Linked DNA regions of Capra hircus: region 2 is linked to region 1. A link is a contact called in public Hi-C data. All regions are on one chromosome and are shown on one strand. The core of a region is the stretch at or near the end of the contact, and the rest is flanking DNA. Distances in the headings are between cores, read along the strand shown. Region 1 holds the start of UBE2J1 (ubiquitin-conjugating enzyme E2 J1). Region 2 holds the start of RNGTT (mRNA-capping enzyme).

The links. Hi-C and Micro-C count contacts between places; a contact is called where the count stands out from the background.
Region 2: a contact with region 1 is called in a Hi-C map of blood, with 4 times the contacts expected there. The contact joins the promoter of RNGTT here to the promoter of UBE2J1 in region 1. A contact is called at or near these places in 2 of 5 Hi-C or Micro-C datasets (both in blood).

The regions. Positions count from the first base shown.
Region 1 is chr9:48,103,740-48,107,485 of ARS1.2, forward strand. UBE2J1 (ubiquitin-conjugating enzyme E2 J1) reads left to right here and starts at 2,314. Exons shown (of 8, transcript XM_018053150.1): 1 at 2,314-2,619. The coding sequence starts at 2,589.
Region 2 is chr9:48,396,505-48,400,271 of ARS1.2, forward strand. It overlaps RNGTT (mRNA-capping enzyme), which reads left to right and starts at 1,851. Exons shown (of 16, transcript XM_018053155.1): 1 at 1,851-2,121. The coding sequence starts at 2,058.

The DNA of each region.
Region 1 (3,746 bases), core at 1,064-3,563:
TCTAAGAAGTATGTTCCTCTTTTCAAATGGTAGGGAAGAAAGGCTTTACATAAATATAAGACAAGAAAGACAGCTTGATTCCTTTTTATTGCAGTGAAAACAATCCCAGTTTCAGAGTCAGAAGACCTGGACTTGAATCAGGGTCCTTCCACTTTCTAGATAAGTAGCCTTGAATATAAGTCAATGAAACTTGAAGAACCTCTGTAAATTGGATTTCAAAGTATTCAAATCAAGAACTTAATAAAAATCTAGAAAACTTCTTTTTATCAATATGATAAAAAAATGTCAGAAAGATATGTCAACTGGAAAAAAATGCACATTCTAAATGTTGAGAATTCTGTTTTATTTGGTGGCCTTACTGAGGACTTTAGCCTAGGATGCTGCCTCTCAGGTATCTCTGAGGAGTCGTTCCAAATTGGTAAGAGAGGAGCCAGGATATACAGGAGTTCTTGCTGAGAAAAAAACCAACCAAACAAAAAACGTAAAAAAAGTAGTTGAACATCAAAAGATTACTGTTAATCACAAAAATGCAGGTATCTCAAGTTAATGATTTTAGTGCTTTTCTACCTATGAGAAGATGCGAGAGTCTGGACTCTGAAATTATTCTATCCTTTCTCTAGGGCCAGTATCCTGTTTTACTTTATCCTGAATTCCCCTCAGGGTGTACCTTCAACGGGCAACTGCCACAGCTGATGGCAGGCAGACATCCTTTGTTTACTGAAATGGCAGGCAATATTTTGGGGGGCCACAGATAAGAACTTTTAATGTAGTTGAAAACAGGAAGAATTTAAGCTTGAGTTCTCTGAGACCTCAATTGTCTTCATCTGTAAAATGGGTATAAATAACCCATGTCACTACCAGTGAAAAGGCACTACTTTTCCCTTATGAGTTCTTGGCTGAAACCCCTTGCAACAGACAAATGAACAAAAGAAGAAACAAGCTGAGTATGTCCCTGAGTCACTACCAAAGATTAATAGTATCTTCAGCTAAAGACAGGGGGGATTGAAGGCGGCCAGTAATGAAAGGGCACAGGGAAACAGGGGTAAAGGTTGTTTCGAAGATTTGTTAGTACCTCCTCCATCAACTTTCTCAGACACTGGTGGCTCAGGCCATAAAGAATCCACCTGCAATGCGGAAGACCTGGATTTGATCCCTGGGTTGGGAAGATTCCCCTGCAGGAGGGTATAGCAACCCTCTCCAGTGTTCTCGCCTGGCAAATCCCCTTGGACAGAGGAGCCTGGTGGGCTACAGTCCAGGGGTTGCAAAGAGTCCATGGGGTCGCAAGAAGACACAACTGAGCGACTAAGCACAGCACAGCAAAAAAAATGTGTTTTAAAAAACGTGAATTTCCCTTCAGTTCAGTTCAGTCGCTCAGTCGTGTCCCACTCTTTGCGGCCCCTTAGGAAACGATAAATTATACTCTATTTTCAGAGATTTTCTTGTGCCTGCTCTTTCTCAAAAATATTCAGCTCAAGATAATCCTTATGCCAAAGAGGTATATTTTGGGGTGGCATATTGTTACCTTTCAAAAAGAAAGTTTTCTATTTTTATATAACAAAATAAAATTTGCCCAGCCTGGTTAACCCTCTTCATTCCACATAGAATTCTCTCCTTCCCTCTTCATCCTCTCCGTCGTCCCAATCCCCCCCTTTTCCTAAATCCTTGTCCCTTTTTACGTCTTTTTCGTGACGTCAGTTTCTGCAATGAAGCCCGAAATGTGTTCTTTGAGGGGATACCTTTCATATATGTATGCTTCCGAACCCGATTCAATTCTTCTTTAAAAATCTCCCCAAATGCTTAACTAACTGCCTTGCACCCAAGCATATTTGTCTGGGGAAAAAAAAAAATGTTATAAAAACCCTTCTCATTCTCTTATCACTGGATTTCTCCTTTCCTGCTTAACTGTTTCCACCTCAGACAGCTACCGATCTGAAAACAAAGCACTTGGCAGTAGCCGGCCCACACGGGCGACGGGCTGGGGTGCCTCTGAACCGGTCTCGAGGACCTGGGCCCAGATCCACCCGCAGCGAGGGCGGTCGGGGCGTTTCGGGCCGCGCCTTTCCGCGGGAAGTCCCGCAAGCGCCTGGGGAGCCCGGGTGGGCCCGGGCAAGGCTAAGACCTGAGCGCCGCCCGCTCCTGCAGATCCGGGAGTGCGCTTCGCGGGACCGGGGAGGTGACCAGCGGCCGAGCCGCGCCCCCGCCACGAAGCGACTGCCACGTCAGGACAACTTCACAAAACCTGGGCGAGGGCGGGTGACGCAGGCCGGGCGGCCGTGGCGGCTTTGGGCCCGCGGCCAGACGAGGAGGCTGACCTCCAGCCCAGCCCCGGCTTCAGCGACACCCCGGCCGGCGCCGGCGCCTGCCCGGCCCTCTGGGAGGCGGGGGAGCAGCGCAGGAGGCGGTGCCACCGCGGAGCCCGCGCCCTCCCGCCCCGCCCGCAGTCCCGGCCTGGGCGGGGCGGCCACCGCGGAGGCTCCTCGGCCAGACCCGGTCGGCCCGAACCGAGTTGAGACGCGGGAGGCGGCGGCGCGGAGAGGCGGCGACGGCGGCGGCGGGCCGGGAGGCTGGAGCCGGGCCAGCCCCCCGCCATGGAGACCCGCTACAACCTGAAGAGTCCGGGTGAGCGGGGCTGTGGGCAGGGGGCGGTGCCGCACGGTGAGCGCGATGGGGGAGTGACCCCGGACCCCGGGGACCCGCGCCGCGGTCCCCTCGCGTCGGCCGCCACTCGCCGCTCCGCTCCCGGTTCCGCGCTCTACGCCAGCCCGCCGCCTGCCGGGCTGGTGCAGGCCGCGGAGCCGGGCGGCCCGGCAGGCACAAAACCTGGGGTCTCCCTTCCGCACCCCGACTGCCCTTCCCTCATTTTCGCCACGTAGAACTGGGTTATCAGCTCGTCCCCGCGAACAGGTGTAATGGTGATGGCCGTGAGTAATAGAGATCAACCCCTTGCCCTACCTGCGCCTTGAACACGGTCGTTAGCTCTTCTCCGTCGCCGCCACCGGACTTTTATTAGCTGTTTGACTCACTCTCATTTGAGGATTTCGTTTAAACGTCCTGTTTGCAGGCTTTGGGGCAAATAGAATTACAGACATAAAGGAAATGTTCTGGACTAAAGCGGTTAACCAAAAAGCTAAGAAAACTAGTTGAACCATGTACTTTAGAACTAACCATGATTTTAGCCATACTGGTATGATGTATGTATGCCTCTTTTCAGGCATAGAAACTTCTCTTCCTGTCTTTAATACCCCTGCTTCATTCACAGAAGCAGCCAAACAATCCTAGCCTCAAATACTTTTCTGGTGTATAATAAAGAAGCGGGCTTCCCTGATGGCTCAGCGATAAAGAATCCGCCTGCCAGTGCAGGAGACGCGGGGTGCATTCTGGTCCGGAAGATCCCCTGGAGGAGGAAATGGCAACCCACTCCAGTGTTCTTGCCTGGAGAACCCGTGGACAGAGGAGCCTGGCGGGCTACAGTCCATGGGGTCGCGAAAGAGTCAGAAACGACTTAGTGACTAAACAACAAAATTAAGAAGCACGAAAAGGAAGCAGCTCTCAGATTAAGACAGGCTTCAAACAAACCTTTGGATTCTGTAAGTGGTATTGGATTTGTACCTTGATAAATTTGTTCAGAGGGAGAAACTCCACACTTCAGGTCTAAATAATCCTAATAAAGGATTTTAGTGATGGTTTGGCCAACCTTTATTGGTTCTTTTTTTTTTTTTTTTCCCCTTCCGAAGAAGCGACTTCTC
Region 2 (3,767 bases), core at 601-3,100, 290 kb after region 1:
AGGGAAAATTCAATCTTATTTACCCCTACTCTCACCTCTCTGCCGTTTTCCAAGAGGAAAAAGAGATGCCCATAGAGTGACCAACATGAGTCCTCCCTGGCTTTCTGGAACCACAAACACATTCTCATTAACATGTCTTGACTTCCTCTTTGCTCCAACTCCACTCTGCCAGCAGACACTAGAATTGGCCATCATCTAGGCAGATTGCTGGTTTGTAAGGCAACTGAGTCTTACCTTTTCCTGTTAGCAGAGGACTGTTACTTTCACTAAAAGGTCTCAACAGATATAACAGCCAGACAGACCAGGAGTGCCAACTAATTCAAGCTCTCTCAAACATAGACAGCCCCTTTCTATGGGGAGAATTCTGATCATATTGAGAGGGCCCAGGCATTTGGGAGCTGAGCAGTCCCACAAGTTTCTCACCAGCACTTTAACATCAGATCCCCAACCTCCAGGATCTAATGCCTGATGATCTAAGGTGGAGTCGGTGTCATAATAATAGAAATAAAAGTGCACAATGAATGAAATGTGCTTGAATCATCCTGAAACCAACCCCCTCTCCCCAGCCTGGTTCGTGGACAAACTGTCTCTCATGAAATTGGTCAAAAAGGTTGAGGACCACTGCTTTAACAAGCATTCCCTGCCCTGTCCCAAACCGCATTCTCTTGCAGTTCAAATACAGCACTGATATTTAAAACCAACCTGTTAACACTATAATTAACTTGCCAGCATCCAGCTTTATATTTAATACTTTAACTAAATTAGTCTGGTAGCTATAGAAAGTCTTATTACGGGACAGTTTATAAAATGAGCTCCCAATCGCCTGGAATTGGAAGATGCTTCCAATTTGGTAAGCCAAATTGAGAACACTGCCGCGTAGCGGTACTCCACTGAGCAATTCCTGCCTTTGCTAATAACACACATTAGTTGGTAACTTTCAGACTCCCAAATACACTATAAAACTGCTCCAGAAATGTAGAAACAAAACTCATAAAGCACGGTTTGGGGTTAATTTCAGATGCTTCATGGATCCCTAGAAACACATCCCCAAAGAGAAATCCCTCATTTCTGGTGCTCCAATCTCTCGCCCTTAGATTTTCTCTAAAGCTTGTTCCGCTAATCCAAGTCAGGAAGAACTTTTCAAATTCCCAATCAAATCCAGATCCTGCCGAAACGCCAAACTTGGCCGAAAAAAGGGCGATCAGGCTCTTGGGGTATGACGGCAGCGAGAAAGCCCCTTTCGTCAGTAAAACAGATAGATGCCTTAACGAAATCTGCGGACCACTCTACGCCTGGAAAGAGGCTTGGTTTCATTCTCCAGGGTTTCCATCGGCTGTCGAGACAGAAATGTAAAGAACGGTAGTTCTGCGGTATCTCGTACTATGGCAGCAGCTGCTGCTGCTGCTTCTGCTGCTGCTAAGTCACTTCAGTCGTGTCCGACTCTGTGCGACCCCATAGACGGCAGCCCACCAGGCTCCTCCGTCCCTGGGATTCTCCAGGCAAGAACACTGGAGTGGGTTGCCATTTCCTTCTCCAATGCATGAAAGTGAAAAGTGAAAGTGAAGTCGCTCGGTCGTGTCTGACTCTTAGCGACCCCATGGACTGCAGCCTACCAGGCTCCTCCGTCCATGAGATTTTCCAGGCAAGAGTATCGGAGCAGGGTGCCTTCTCCCACTATAGCAGCCGAGCATCTGCGAAGCCGCCCACAGAGCCCTCCGAGATCTGGGCGGGGCGGGGCGAGGGAAGACCCGCCCCTTCTATTCGCCTTGGCCTTAACTCCTTCCCATCCCTCCGCCAGCTTCTCTTTTTCACCTCTGACCTCGGAAAGAAGTGGGTGGGGCCTTTGGGGGCGGAAGTGGCGGTGCATTGTGGGCTCGTCTAGAGTTGAGCCTGAATGGAAGTGGCGCGCCGCCGCTGACATTACCGCGTCGGAGCGGCTAGGGTTCGGACGCCGTCCGGGATTCGGGTACCTCAGACCTCCGGTTCAGAGCGGACCGCGAGGAGGCGGCCGCTAGGCCGAGCGTTGGTGGAGGGGCGACTGTGCGCGGCCCCAAGACATGGCTCACAACAAGATCCCGCCGCGGTGGCTAAACTGTCCGCGGCGCGGCCAGCCGGTGGCAGGTAACCGGGACTGTGGTGTTCGAGTCCCCGCGCACGGGCGGGTCCGGGGGTGGGCTGAGGAGGTGCAGCTTTCGGTAGTGGTGTTTCAGGACCGAGATGTACTTGGTCCGATGAAGCTTCGTGGATGAATATTTGGGAACCTGGACTGGAGGGAATAGGGGCACTTGTCATTCTTCAGTAAGGCTAAATGTTGCGAACAGGAAGGTAGATAGGCGGTTTCTGTGTGGCAGGAACTGAGGACACAAGAACTCGAGGGGCAGTACTTTGAAGCTTAGTCAAGAGTTTTGTAAACCTTTCAGGGTTCTCGGAAGGGTGTGGGTCTTGAGATGAAGGAGGGCTTAAGAGGAGGAAGGGCAGTTCCCAGTGGTGAAATTGATCCACACTGAGACTGGAGGTTTTTGTTTTGCTTAGTTTTTTAAAATCCCCCCCTTTTTTTTTTTTTTTTAAGAATGACTTTTGAGGACTTTTTCATCTTTGAGTTTGACCCAACAGACTTTAAATTTAAAGTGTACAGTTGGATAAATTTTGACTCCCGCATACCCCCTATGAAACACAAGAATGAAACACAGGATAGTGAACATAATCATCACCTCTTCAGGTTTCCTCCAGCCCTTGATAATCCCTCTCTCTGCAGGCAACCGGTGATCTGCTCTCTGTCACTATAGATTTAGTTTGCGTTTTGTATAATTTTGAAAATAAATGGAAACATACTCTCTTTCGGGGACTATCTCTGGCATCTTTCACTCAGTATTATTATTTTGAGATTTATATGTGTGCTTGTGTGTGTCATTAACTCATCCCTTATTACTGCCAAGTAGTAGTCTATTGTTATAGCTACACCAGTTTAAATTAGATTTGTTTATTCATTCATTCATTGATGGTCCTTTGGGTTTTCAGTTTCTGGCTGTTGCATACTAACTTACTATGAACATTCATGTACAGTTCTTTGTATGGGCATATGTTTTCTTTTCCCCTGTGTAAATCTTTAGGACAGGGATGGATCATACAGTAGGTGTACATTTAACCTTTCAAAAAACTGCCAAACTCTTTTCAAAGTCCTAACATTTTGCATTCCTGCCTGTCTGTATGAGGATTCTTCTTTGCTCCATATCCTAACACTTGATTTGGTCAGTCTTTTTAATATTACCCATTCTTTACCAACTGAGCTCTCAGGGTAGCCCCAATAGGGGCTTAGTACTGTCTCATTGTGGTTTGATGTTGAGCATCTTTTCATGTGCTTCTTGGCGGTTCACATATCTTCTTTTGCAAAATGTCCAAATCTTTTGCTGATTTTAAAAATATTTATTTTTATTTATTTGACTGTGCAGGGTCTTAGTTGTAGCACTTGGGATCTACGATCTTTGTATGACACTGGAGATCATAAGATGGGGCATGTGGAATCTTTAGCTGTGGTATGCAAACTGTTAGTTGCAGAATGTAGGATTTAGTTCCCTGGCCAGGGATCCAACCTAGGACCCCTGCATTGGGAACTCAGAGTCTTAGCCACTGGGTCACCAGGGCAGTTCCTTTGCTGATTTTTAAAATTGGGTTGTTTTATTTGTGAGTTGTTATTGTTCTTTATATGTTGTAAATACAAGTCCTTTTTTGTTGTTCAGTTGCTAAGTCATGTCCAACTCTTAGCAACC